3 separate regions of the Gossypium hirsutum genome follow, and all the other regions are linked to region 3. Evidence: chromatin contacts called from public Hi-C data. All regions are on one chromosome and are shown on one strand. Each heading gives the region's core, a stretch centred on a gene start, on an enhancer-like site or on the middle of the called end of the contact. The rest is flanking DNA. Distances are from core to core; before and after follow the strand shown.

Region 1 (3,990 bases), core at 1,398-3,897, 1.0 Mb after region 3:
ATTTATTTTTTAAATAACTAAATTAATAAAAAATTAAAGTAATTAAAATAAAAACGACTTTATTTAAAATGATTAATCATGTAGTTTACCGTAAAACATATATAACCTTAGTGTTTAAAGTTGAGTGCCAAAATATGTTGCTTGGCCCTTCAATATATGCAAGTATATGGAAGTATGATATTGAATTTTTTTCTTTAAAAAAAAGGAATTTAGATGCTATTTTCTTATATTTATTTCTTTTTCTATATGATTGAGTGAATTTTTTTTATATAATGATAAATTTAGGTTTTAATTTTTTTTATTTTGATCCCAATTTATTTATTTTTATTATTTTGGCAATTTATTTTTAAAATTTAGTTAAATTATTTATTTTTAAATGGGAAAAGTAATTAGACCATTGAAATTTTAACAATACTGGTATGACTATTTATGTGGAAATCCATGTATATTTCATAAAAAAAAATTCAACGAAAAAGATTCACAAATTTTGTTTAAAAAAATTAATGGAAAGGATTGTATGAAACAGTGACGCCACGTCATCTGTATCCCTTTCCAATAGTTTTATGCCACATCAGTACTCTTATCCTGAATTTCAGGATTTTATCCTGAAAAAAATCAAATCCAAATTAAAATACTAAAATTCAGGATAAAAGTACTGATGTGGCATAAAACTATTAGAAAGGGATACAGATGACGTGGCGCCACCGTTTCATACAATCTTTTCTCTTACTAGTAAAGTACACAAAGAAAGTTGCATTGCCTATTATGCCAATAACAGTAAAATTTTAACAGTCGAGTCAATTTTTCTATCTCATAAAAAATAATTTAACTAAATTTTAAATGTTAAAATCAAAATAATTTTTTTTAAAAAAAAGTTAAAACCAAAATAAAAAAAAGTGAGGAAATTAAACATTTACCCATTTCTTTTGGAAACAACCCATGTAGTTGATGACAAGAAGCGAGAATTAATGGATGATTGGTGAAAGACAGATGTTAAATGGTTTCTAGAAAGGTTATCTATGTTGGAATGTTGATAACATTTGAAGAGTCTCTCCTTCTTGCCATTGACCAAAAAAGGTTGGAGGACTTCTAGATAGCTTGACATTAAGAGGCATAGACTTAGGACCATACACATTTGATTTTTCAACATTAATTTATTTATTTTCTTAATATAGTTAGAGTTGCTTAGTCTTTTTACATATGAATGTATGTTCCATTAGTACAGACTTGCACAAAATATATATTAATTGCTTGGCTCGAAAAATAATATTATTTGGTATTATATCATTTCCAACCTAATTTAAAGTTGGAACATAGCATATAATACCATATTCATATGTATGCCTAACTTCGAAGTTGGTGCTTCCATGCTTTTGGTATTTAATATTCTTATGCGACAAAGATATATGTATAATAAGTTAGTTAAAACATAGCATTATACTAATTATAAAAATACGTTATTTTTTAATACGAATTATTACTCTAATAGTTTATCCAGGTAAATGATTTGTATTTAAGTTATTAATTTTGATTTTTTGCAAAATTTTCAAATTTGGATTGGTACTCAAATTAATCACGTTATTGGTTCATGATTTAATTGTTGCGATAAGTTCTATAAAATAAATTATTAATAAAATTATAAAATAAAATATTAAAAATTCAATTCAATCATTTTTTTTGTTTAGTTCGTACTGATTTTTAAGTTAACGATTGAAAATCTCTCACCAAATTAATATCTCAATTGATTCTTAATCTAACCGATCAGCATGATCTAGTTCAAACAAGCTTAGACTTTTTTAATAAATCCTACACTTTATCACCCTATAAAAAAAATATATGATATTTTAAATACAAGTGTAATACATTAAAATAATAATATAATACAATTGAACTTTATCCCAATTGATACTGTTGCTATTGTAACAATGACGAATATATGAATTTGAGTAAAGGGTTGAAAAGAGATTATAAATACAAATAGGTAGTTATCAAAGGCTAGGCCATAAATTGTTGATCCAATTAGTACGTTTAGTTTTAATTAAATAAATTATTAAAAATTTATAAAATTTTAAAAAATTATAAACTTTAATTCAACCACTAATTTAATCAAATTTAATTGACTCATATCAATTAATAAGTCAATCGATTATTTGTATTGCTTCAGATACATAATTCAATATTAATTGATTCTCGTTAACAATCTTTAATTCAGTTACAAAATCATTATGTTGTAGGTATAAAAATTGGATTCAATTCTAAATAAACTCACTCCCCTCTTTCACTTATCCGGGAGTAAAAATTAAAATAGATGATTTAAGAATTAGAAAAATTAAAAAAATTGGTAATTAAGAAATAGCCGTCCGAGTTGAAAAAACGAGGCTTTAAAATTTGAAGACAAAAGTTTCCGAAGATTAAACGTGTCATTTCTGTCTCCTTCTAGAAGAAAAAATCAAGATTGAAGCACAAAAACAAATATACTTACAGGATGACGATTTTATCCTCAACCCATCAGCCGATGGAAACAAATTTATCCCGTAATAAAACCATAAAATCAAGGGCAATCTCTTAAAATTAAAGAGAGGGGACCAGCGGGTCGCCCCATTTAGCTAACAAACCCGTAACTACAAAAACCGCCCGCCCTCACCATCTTCATTGTCCCCCTCTTCACTTCTTTAAATCCTGGCTAGCTTATTTTGACTCCCTCCATTTTCTCATTATCAAAATCCAACACAAAAATCTAGCTTAATACAACACTTTAAGATTGTTTCTTATTACCTTAGCTCTGTTTTTAAGCTTCAAAATGGCGGATATGGAGGGAGATTGTAGAGGAGTACCGGAGAAGGAAGTTGATGTTGCTGAAGAGATCAAGGTTAGGGAAGACAATAATACTAGTAATAAGATACTGAATCAGCAGGAGAAAAAGAAGAAGATGAAGAAAAAAAAGAATAGAAGATCATTGAGTTTGCCGAGATTTGGATGCTTGAGAACGAAATCCCACGAGAACGGAGGTGTCGATATGGAAGTCCAGTTTCCGGGAGAGCGTAACAATCCTACTCATCTAGTTATCATGGTTAATGGCATCATTGGCAGGTTAATCTCGGTTTTAATCGTTTTTTTATTAATATTATTTATGTGTTCCGAACTGCTTGATTGATTTTTGGATTGGTATCTTTGCAGTGCTCAGAATTGGAGATTTGCAGCGAAGCAGCTTTTAAAGACGTATCCTGAGAATGTTATTGTTCATTGTGAGTACTTCGGTACTCCATTTTTTTTGTATGTATTAACTGTGATTATGCTAAATGCTAATTAGTTTCAAGTTAATGATTTACTCATCTCACCCTTCTCTTCTTACAAAGTTATTTTTTTGAACTGTTTCATAATTAATCTCTAATAGAATTTCATAAGTAGTCTGCTAAGTAATTTGGAGTCTTATACTCCAATGCTGTTGAATTAATTTAACCTGGGTTAGACTTTAGATCTATCCGAAGTTATAAGTAGATAAGTCTCACCAATGACTGATCCAGGATTCAAATTTTGATTGTTATTCATCAAATTGTGTTTTTTTCTTATTTAATATTTTGCTGGATTGTTACCATCCTAATTAATTGGTGAAGAGAACGCAAGACCCATTCACTAAATGAATATTCGTGATAATGAGTTAATGATATTGTTGATGAATTTCATGGTGAAATAAGTACTGAATGGTTAATGACTTAATGCGCAATGCAGGCAGTGAGCGCAATTCTTCAACGTTGACATTTGATGGTGTCGATGTAATGGGCGACAGATTAGCAGAGGAGGTATGTGTGCTATCAATTTTATTTGTCTTCAATAAGGTTCATTATTCATGATTGCAACTCAGATTATTTTCCAATTTTGCTAACTGCCGTTTACCGTTGATATGTTATTGTTCTGTAGTTTGATACTCTGTACTTCCATTTTTACCATTTATAATATATATATATATTTGACAGAAATCATTTATATTAA
Region 2 (3,512 bases), core at 103-2,602, 520 kb after region 3:
GACTTTGGCCAGTCCAAACTGCACACTGCAGCTATGGATTGTTGGTAAACCTGCAAAAACAAATATTTAAACCATCATTAAAAAAAAAAAGGTTCCTTTTAAAATGATGAAAGAAAAAATTTATCTTTGGATTTCTAGTTTTTACCTCTTTTTCATTACACATAGGGATCTGAATGAGAACCATAGGGAAGAAAGAGTCTTCCCCAGATTCAAGATCTGCAACAGCTTCGTGCTTGGGGATTGGCTTGATCTTTTTTAATCGGATCCAAAAACAACCCAAACAAAGAATTAACCTATCCATGCTTTGGATAAGGAAGAGAACAATGCAGACATTGGCGAGGAACTGAAGAGGAGGGGCCAGATAAGCCACTCGAATCAAAACCCAATGAGTGTATAACCAATCGAACAAATCTTTGAAACCAACCGGCACCGAGAGAATATATTGTAATTGAAGATTTGGGGCACCAAAATGCCAGCCTTTGAAATACGCAGCAATCTCGAAACAGAATAATAATAATGATAGCCAAAGGAACACTTTGATGCAGTTATAGAAACCGGTTTTAACGGCTTTGTTTTCGTCGGTTTCGATGTCGTTGTCGTCTGTTCTTCCGAAGGCGACTCGGCGACGGACGGTTGAGCCGAAACTTAGGAATGTGGAGGTAATGGAGGTTAAGCAGCCGGCAGCACGGTGCGCTTTTAACAGGAGAACCCAAGTGAGTTGCTTGGCGTTTTTGCCACGTATTTTTTCTCGCGAACCAGTCGGGGTGCTGCCGATGAGGAAATCTTCTTCCGATGGAGCTTCGAGCTCGACCATGGACCAGTTGGGGTTTTCCATTTTCACAACCAACGAGGTTCCTTTATGGCTGCCCTTCGCCCACCACGGCGCCATTGTTTGCTTCTTTAAAACTCCGAAATGTAGACGCAATATCAGATGACAATGGAAGAAGAAGAAAGCAAATAAACAAGCGTGGTCTCTCTCTAAATCATGGCAATGGCGACCCAAACTTATACCAACAAGAAAAGAAATTAAAAAAGAAAAAAAGCTTTGGTTTTCAAAGAGGAGCTTCTAAGCTCTTCACATTCAATTACAGCTTGGTAAAGGAGATGCCATTACTAATGACAGATTTATACAGAGATTATGTTCATAATTTTACAGAGAAAAGAGAAACAGAACTTGGTGTTGTTGCGACGATGACAGATTTTGTTGTTCTCGTAGTTGTTTTTCCTTTTCACCTACTGATTTAAATTTTTATAACTCTCAGCAACGACATGCAACAATAATATGAAGCCTAAAAACTGTAGAAACAATAAATTTGATGGGATGAATTTTACAGTGCGGTCAAAACGAAGAGATGTAAAATTTTATTGTTTGTTGTTTCTTCTGTGTATGAGAGGAGGAGAATAGAAAGGGTTAATGAATAATGGGTAAATCCCATTTTGTTTTTGAGGATAGGAACAAGTTTCCTATTTTTACTGCAGTAACTAGTAAATTGGAAAATACCCTTCATTGGAATTTCGAATCTTCTATTTGGGATATCTTATGGTTATGGTTTTTGTTTCACGGTCCATTTCAGCGCGCGTTCCACAGTAATCTAAACTTTTTGTTGTTGTTTTGTTGTAATTTTATTATTATATTGTTATTATATTATTATTTTTTATATTATATAATTTTATTTTATTGTTAATTTTATTTTTATTTTATAAGTATTTTTTCGTTAAGTTACAATTAGTTTAGTGTTATTTAAGTATAAATTTTTTAATATATTTTTAATTTATGAAAAATTATTTATTTTAATATTTTTTAAATTTAAAAATTAATACCAACTAGTGGAGTGTAACTCAAATCTAATATTTAAAAATTTAAGCTATTTTTTAGTTTGATCTAAAATTTTGCATCCGTCCCACCTTACCCACCGTTAGATATAGATATGAGGGAAATCAGAGGCTATAAATGCATGTTTCACTTGTGGCCAAGGAAGGATGAAAAGTAATTAAATCTATATATTGGTTTGGATAAAAAGAGTCAAAACTATCCTCAGACCTAAGGCACCGACAAATTGGAGTGAAAGGAGCGAGAAGTCAGAAAGGGAAATCCAATGAGAAATTAATGAAAGACGCGGACGGTGTTACGGTGCTACTTTCGATACATCCTTACTTCTTTTTGTCTGATTCAAAGTCTCACTAAAATAAAATGAAAATGGTGGCAAGGATAAGGTGAAGACATAATTTCAGGGCCTGCTTGCTTGCTCTCTTTTTTCCTATTAGCTTCTCCTCTTTTATTATTATTATTTTGAAGTTATAGGCATATTATTGAATTTGATAAATTTTTTTATGTTTCAAGAATAACTATAATTTTAAATTTTTTCAACAAGATTAAATTTAGATACTTATAATTATATAAAAAATATTATAATCACAAATATAAATAATATATTCCAATAAATATAATTAAAATCAAATATTACAAATATTCATAGTGAAATTTAAGATGAAATAATTTTAAAAACTCAAGGTGGCATTTGAAGATGAGGGATTAACATTCTAAAGCCTTATGACTTAAATTATATTCTTCTTTTCAACCAATACCTGTGTTAAACAAAATGTTTAATTTGTTCTTCACTTGAGAGATTTGTGTTTATCCCAATTCAACTATTCTTTTCCAATCACCTCATATTGGCTTAGCATGCTTCCAAGAGCATTTATTTAACCTAAACTTGTGAGAGTGCTTAGCATATCTTTTTCAATCACCATTTATATTAATTTTCAATTATTCATATTATAACAAAAATAGAAAAATTCGTCAAAGTTGTCCATAGCACAAGATCGAGACAGATTCGAGTAAAGATGAACTTAATTATATTAGAGTTCATGAAAAATAAATTTAATAAGCTTCAAAGTTCAAAGAAACAAGATTGAGCTTAAAAAAAAATCAAGCTTTTGATTTTTGGAAATCTTAATTCAAAATTGAGAATTTTGGATGCAAACATGCTTGAAAATTTTTATTGGGTGCCAATGATCAATTCAACATGTACAGATGAGGAGAAATTTATTAAATTCAATTAATTGAAGATGCCAATTTTTAACTCTGGAAAATCAGTCAATTTAAGATGCACTTTTGGATAGGTACTAGACATTTCTTGGGTCGGGATATCCGTTGACCAATGATAGAACTAGCTCTTAGCTTCGAAACACAATTTGATTCATATCATTTCAAGTTTAAGAGCTTAAGTTATGGTTGTGTAATACCCCAAAATTTTCAATATAACAAATGATATTGTTCCAATAACATACATGGTAAATTTATCAAGAAAATGGATTGAGTGTATTGAAATTTGGTTTGACAAAAAAGGGTAAGTAAAATAAAATAATTTGGAATTTGGTTAAAGTTAGAGGACTAAAAGTGATAATAGACCTAAAGAAGAAAAGGTGGAGTCACAAATAAATAGATGATTTTCTAATGTGTCATGAAAAAAAAAATATTGATAGGTGGAATTGGAAAATAATGGTATGGA
Region 3 (3,535 bases), core at 845-3,344:
GTATATATAACTTAATATAGGGTGATCCACTAGCAAGATGAGTCTGCACCATTGCCTCCAAGCTACGAGCACCTTTGATGTCGAACAAATCATATGTCACAGGATCAACAGAAGCACAAAATCGATACCTAATAGACAAAACTTTCATTGGCGTCATTCCGAAAATTTTACACCTAATTCTTTTACGAAATTTTGTCAAATCTATGTCCTGGTTAAAAACCAGTCACATTTTATTCTCTGATAAAAAACGCCATTCCCGGTGTGACGAACCTCTCCATCATAGTAAATAACAACACTAATACGTTCACTCATCTTCAATTTCTATTTTGCTTAACGTCTCTAATTTTTCTTGCTGTAACTTATGCAACCTGAGAATAAAATTTGGCTTATTTATAACCTCAGGCCAAATAGGAACTACTGTAGAAAAAGAGCGTCCATGTGGGAGCTTTTTTCAGTACTTTTGCTGACAGTGCATCCTGCTTGAAGCGTTTTTGACACTATTTGTTCAGAAACATCTTCTCAAAATTATTTTATCAGAAACTACTGTAGAAAAAGAACGTCCACGTGGGAGCTTTTTTTAGTACTTTTGCTGACAGTGCATCCTGCTTGAAGCGTTTTTGACACTATTTGTTCAGAAACATCTTCTCAAAATTATTTTTTCAAAAACTACTGTAGAAAAAAAGCGTCAACGTGGGATCTTTTTTCAGTACTTTTGCTAACAGTGCATCCTTCTTGAAGCATTTTTGACACTATTTGTTCAGAATCATCTTCTCAAAAATATTTTTTCAGAAATTACTGTAGAAAACAAGCGTCCACGTGGGAGCTTTTTTCAGTACTTTTGCTGACAGTGCATCCTGCTTGAAGCATTTTTAACACTTTTTGTTCAGAAACAACTTCGCAAAATTATTTTTTTAGATACGCCTTCTCTAATTTATTTTTTCAGATACGTCTTCTCTAATTTATTTTTTCAAAAATTACTGTAGAAATTTTTTTTATTGCTAATATATTTTTTCCATAACCCTAAACACAAAATTATTTTAAAAAACTAATCCATAATTTAATTAATTAACCCTAAACCTTAATCTAATTTATTTTTTAAACTAATAATTAATGTAATTAAGCAACCCAAAACCCAAAACCCTAATTTTTTGATTTTTTTTTAAAAAAATTCTAAATCTTAAATTCTAAACCCTAAACTCTAAACCCTAAACACTAAAACAATAACCTTAAATCCTAACCCTAAATGCAAAAAAAATCCTAACCCTAAAAAAAGGAGCAAAACTCTCCCCTAGAGACGCGCTTTTCTAACATGTCACCTGACATCGTGCTGACGTGGACGCACTTTCGAGGAATTCGGTACTTTCCAGTAAATAATCAAAAAGTTGGCCCATTTCCATAAATATTAAAAAAATGGCTTTTTCTTGTAAATTGTCTGATTTTTTTTTCATCGTTAATTTAATTTAATTTCTTTAATAAAATATTTTTCATCTGGTTTTTTTTTGGTTAAAAATAGATATGCTAATTTTGGCATTTTTCATAAATTCTTTGATATAATTTTTTTCAAGTCCTTAGACTTGATTGATTAACCATTTTTCCAAAAAAAAAATTCCATGTGGCAATATAAAATTTATCCACGTGTCAACTCTAGTTAGAGTTAACTTTGTTTTTGAAAGTAGAAGTATCGAGAGAATTTATCATTATCCATTTTTATTATTCTTCTTATACTTGCCTCTCAAAAGATAAATATTTAATTTTGCTAAAGTAAATTTTTTTAACTTTTTTCTGAATATATACATAAAACAATATAATTGCAGTCTTTTATCGGTGGAACTTTCTACTACAATTATGTTGTATACCATTGTTTGAATTCTATACAATTAAGAACTACAAAAGTGGAAAGGATCTAAGCTGGCCCTTGGAAATTACATGGGCTTCTCGTAATGTTGATACAATCATCCAACTGAGGCATGTGGGCTATTCTCTTACCCAAAGAAACTGGGCCAGTAGACATGTTCTTTAGGGTCCGAATACCCATCCAATCCTCCATTTTATGGGCATTTCCGTCAATCCAAAACATTCAAATACAAATTCCCCCGTTTTCACAATGCATAAAGATCCCGCCTTAGCTCTCGCTCTGCAACTCAACGTTTAAAAAGAAAATGGAGAAGATCTGCGTAGCAGTGAGAGTAAGACCTCCAATTTGCCATGAAAATTCTTCTTCAACTTTCTGGAGAGTCGATGATAATCAAATCTCTCTTCACAAGCTCCACGGCAGCCCAATTTCCTGCGTTTCTTACGCTTTCGGTAAATTTTCATTTCCCAAATCCTTTTTACCTTTCCAATTCCAATTCTCATTCCTTGAATTTTTTTTTGTGTTTCTAGATCATGTCTTCGATGAGAATTGCTCGAATTCAGATATTTACGAGCTTCTTACTAAGGATATTATTCATGCTGCTGTGGACGGCTTTAACGGTTTAAATTTTATCCCCTTTTTTAGCCCTAATTTTGATGATCTGGTATAAAAATTGATTAATTTGTATATGATTTACAATTTTATTTATGTTTTAGGAACTTCTTTTGCATATGGGCAAACAAGCAGCGGCAAGACCTTCACTATGAACGGTTCATCTAACGATCCCGGAATTATTCATCGAGCAGTTAACGATATATTTCAGAAAATAAATATTGTAATTTAACGAAATTTGGTTCTTTCCCGAAGCAGTTAACGACATATTTTAGAAGCTTTGGCTTTGATTTTCTTGTTGTTGAATTCAATTCCCAGATCTCTGATCGAGAGTTTCTCATCCGAGTTTCCTACATGGAAATTTACAATGAAGAAATTAACGACCTTTTCGCTGTAGAGAATCAGAAATTGCAGATTCATGAGAATTTAGAGGTCAGCCATTGATTAAACTTTGATGCCGTATCAAATGTGTACCATAATGCTCAAAACTAACAGATTTTTTCTTGTTTGTTTTAGCGTGGGATTTTCGTTGCGGGTCTTAGGGAGGAAATTGTGAACAATGCTGAACAAGTGATGAAGCTCCTGGAGTCTGGAGAAGGTCCTTTAAACTTCTTTTTTTTGCCATTGGTTTAACTGGGTAGTTGTTTATTTTTAATAATTTGTTTAAATCATTTTCCTTACAGTTAATAGGCATTTTGGTGAGACAAATATGAATGCACGAAGTAGTAGGTCTCATACAATATTCAGAGTGGTATGTTCTTTTAACATATTGTTGAACATAAACATTACTACTTTACTCTTAATATTCGTTGTATTTATGTTACATTACTAGGTGATAGAAAGCAAGGGAAAGGATACAGGCTCTTTTGGTGATTATTCAAGCAGTGATGCCATACGCGTCTCAGTTTTGGTATGTACCTTATATTACTATAGACTTTCCCCCCTTTTATCTAGTTTATACCTTGTCCCATTAGTTTTATGAATGTTATTTTAATTCCTTTATTTGAAAGCAGAATTTGGTTGATTTGGCTGGTTCTGAGCGGATTGCTAAGACTGGAACTGGTGGAGTAC

Evidence for each region. Hi-C and Micro-C count contacts between places; a contact is called where the count stands out from the background.
Region 1: a contact with region 3 is called in a Hi-C map of leaf, with 1.8 times the contacts expected there. The contact joins the promoter of LOC107951131 here to the promoter of LOC107951423 in region 3. A contact is called at or near these places in 2 of 34 Hi-C or Micro-C datasets (both in leaf).
Region 2: a Hi-C map of leaf shows a contact between it and region 3, with 2.0 times the contacts expected there. The contact joins the promoter of LOC107951426 here to the promoter of LOC107951423 in region 3. A contact is called at or near these places in 2 of 34 Hi-C or Micro-C datasets (both in leaf).

What each region holds. Positions count from the first base shown.
Region 1 is chrA02:19,341,175-19,345,164 of Gossypium_hirsutum_v2.1, reverse strand. It overlaps LOC107951131 (putative lipase YDL109C), which reads left to right and starts at 2,647. Exons shown (of 12, transcript XM_041083005.1): 1 at 2,647-3,090; 2 at 3,178-3,245; 3 at 3,730-3,800. The coding sequence starts at 2,801.
Region 2 is chrA02:19,816,962-19,820,473 of Gossypium_hirsutum_v2.1, reverse strand. It overlaps LOC107951426 (probable xyloglucan glycosyltransferase 12), which reads right to left and starts at 1,352. Exons shown (of 5, transcript XM_016886477.2): 1 at 146-1,352; 2 at 1-50. The coding sequence starts at 889.
Region 3 is chrA02:20,336,462-20,339,996 of Gossypium_hirsutum_v2.1, reverse strand. LOC107951423 (kinesin-like protein KIN-7N) reads left to right here and starts at 2,094. Exons shown (of 17, transcript XM_016886473.2): 1 at 2,094-2,304; 2 at 2,383-2,472; 3 at 2,569-2,687; 4 at 2,783-2,896; 5 at 2,981-3,062; 6 at 3,148-3,215; 7 at 3,297-3,374; 8 at 3,478-3,535. The coding sequence starts at 2,160.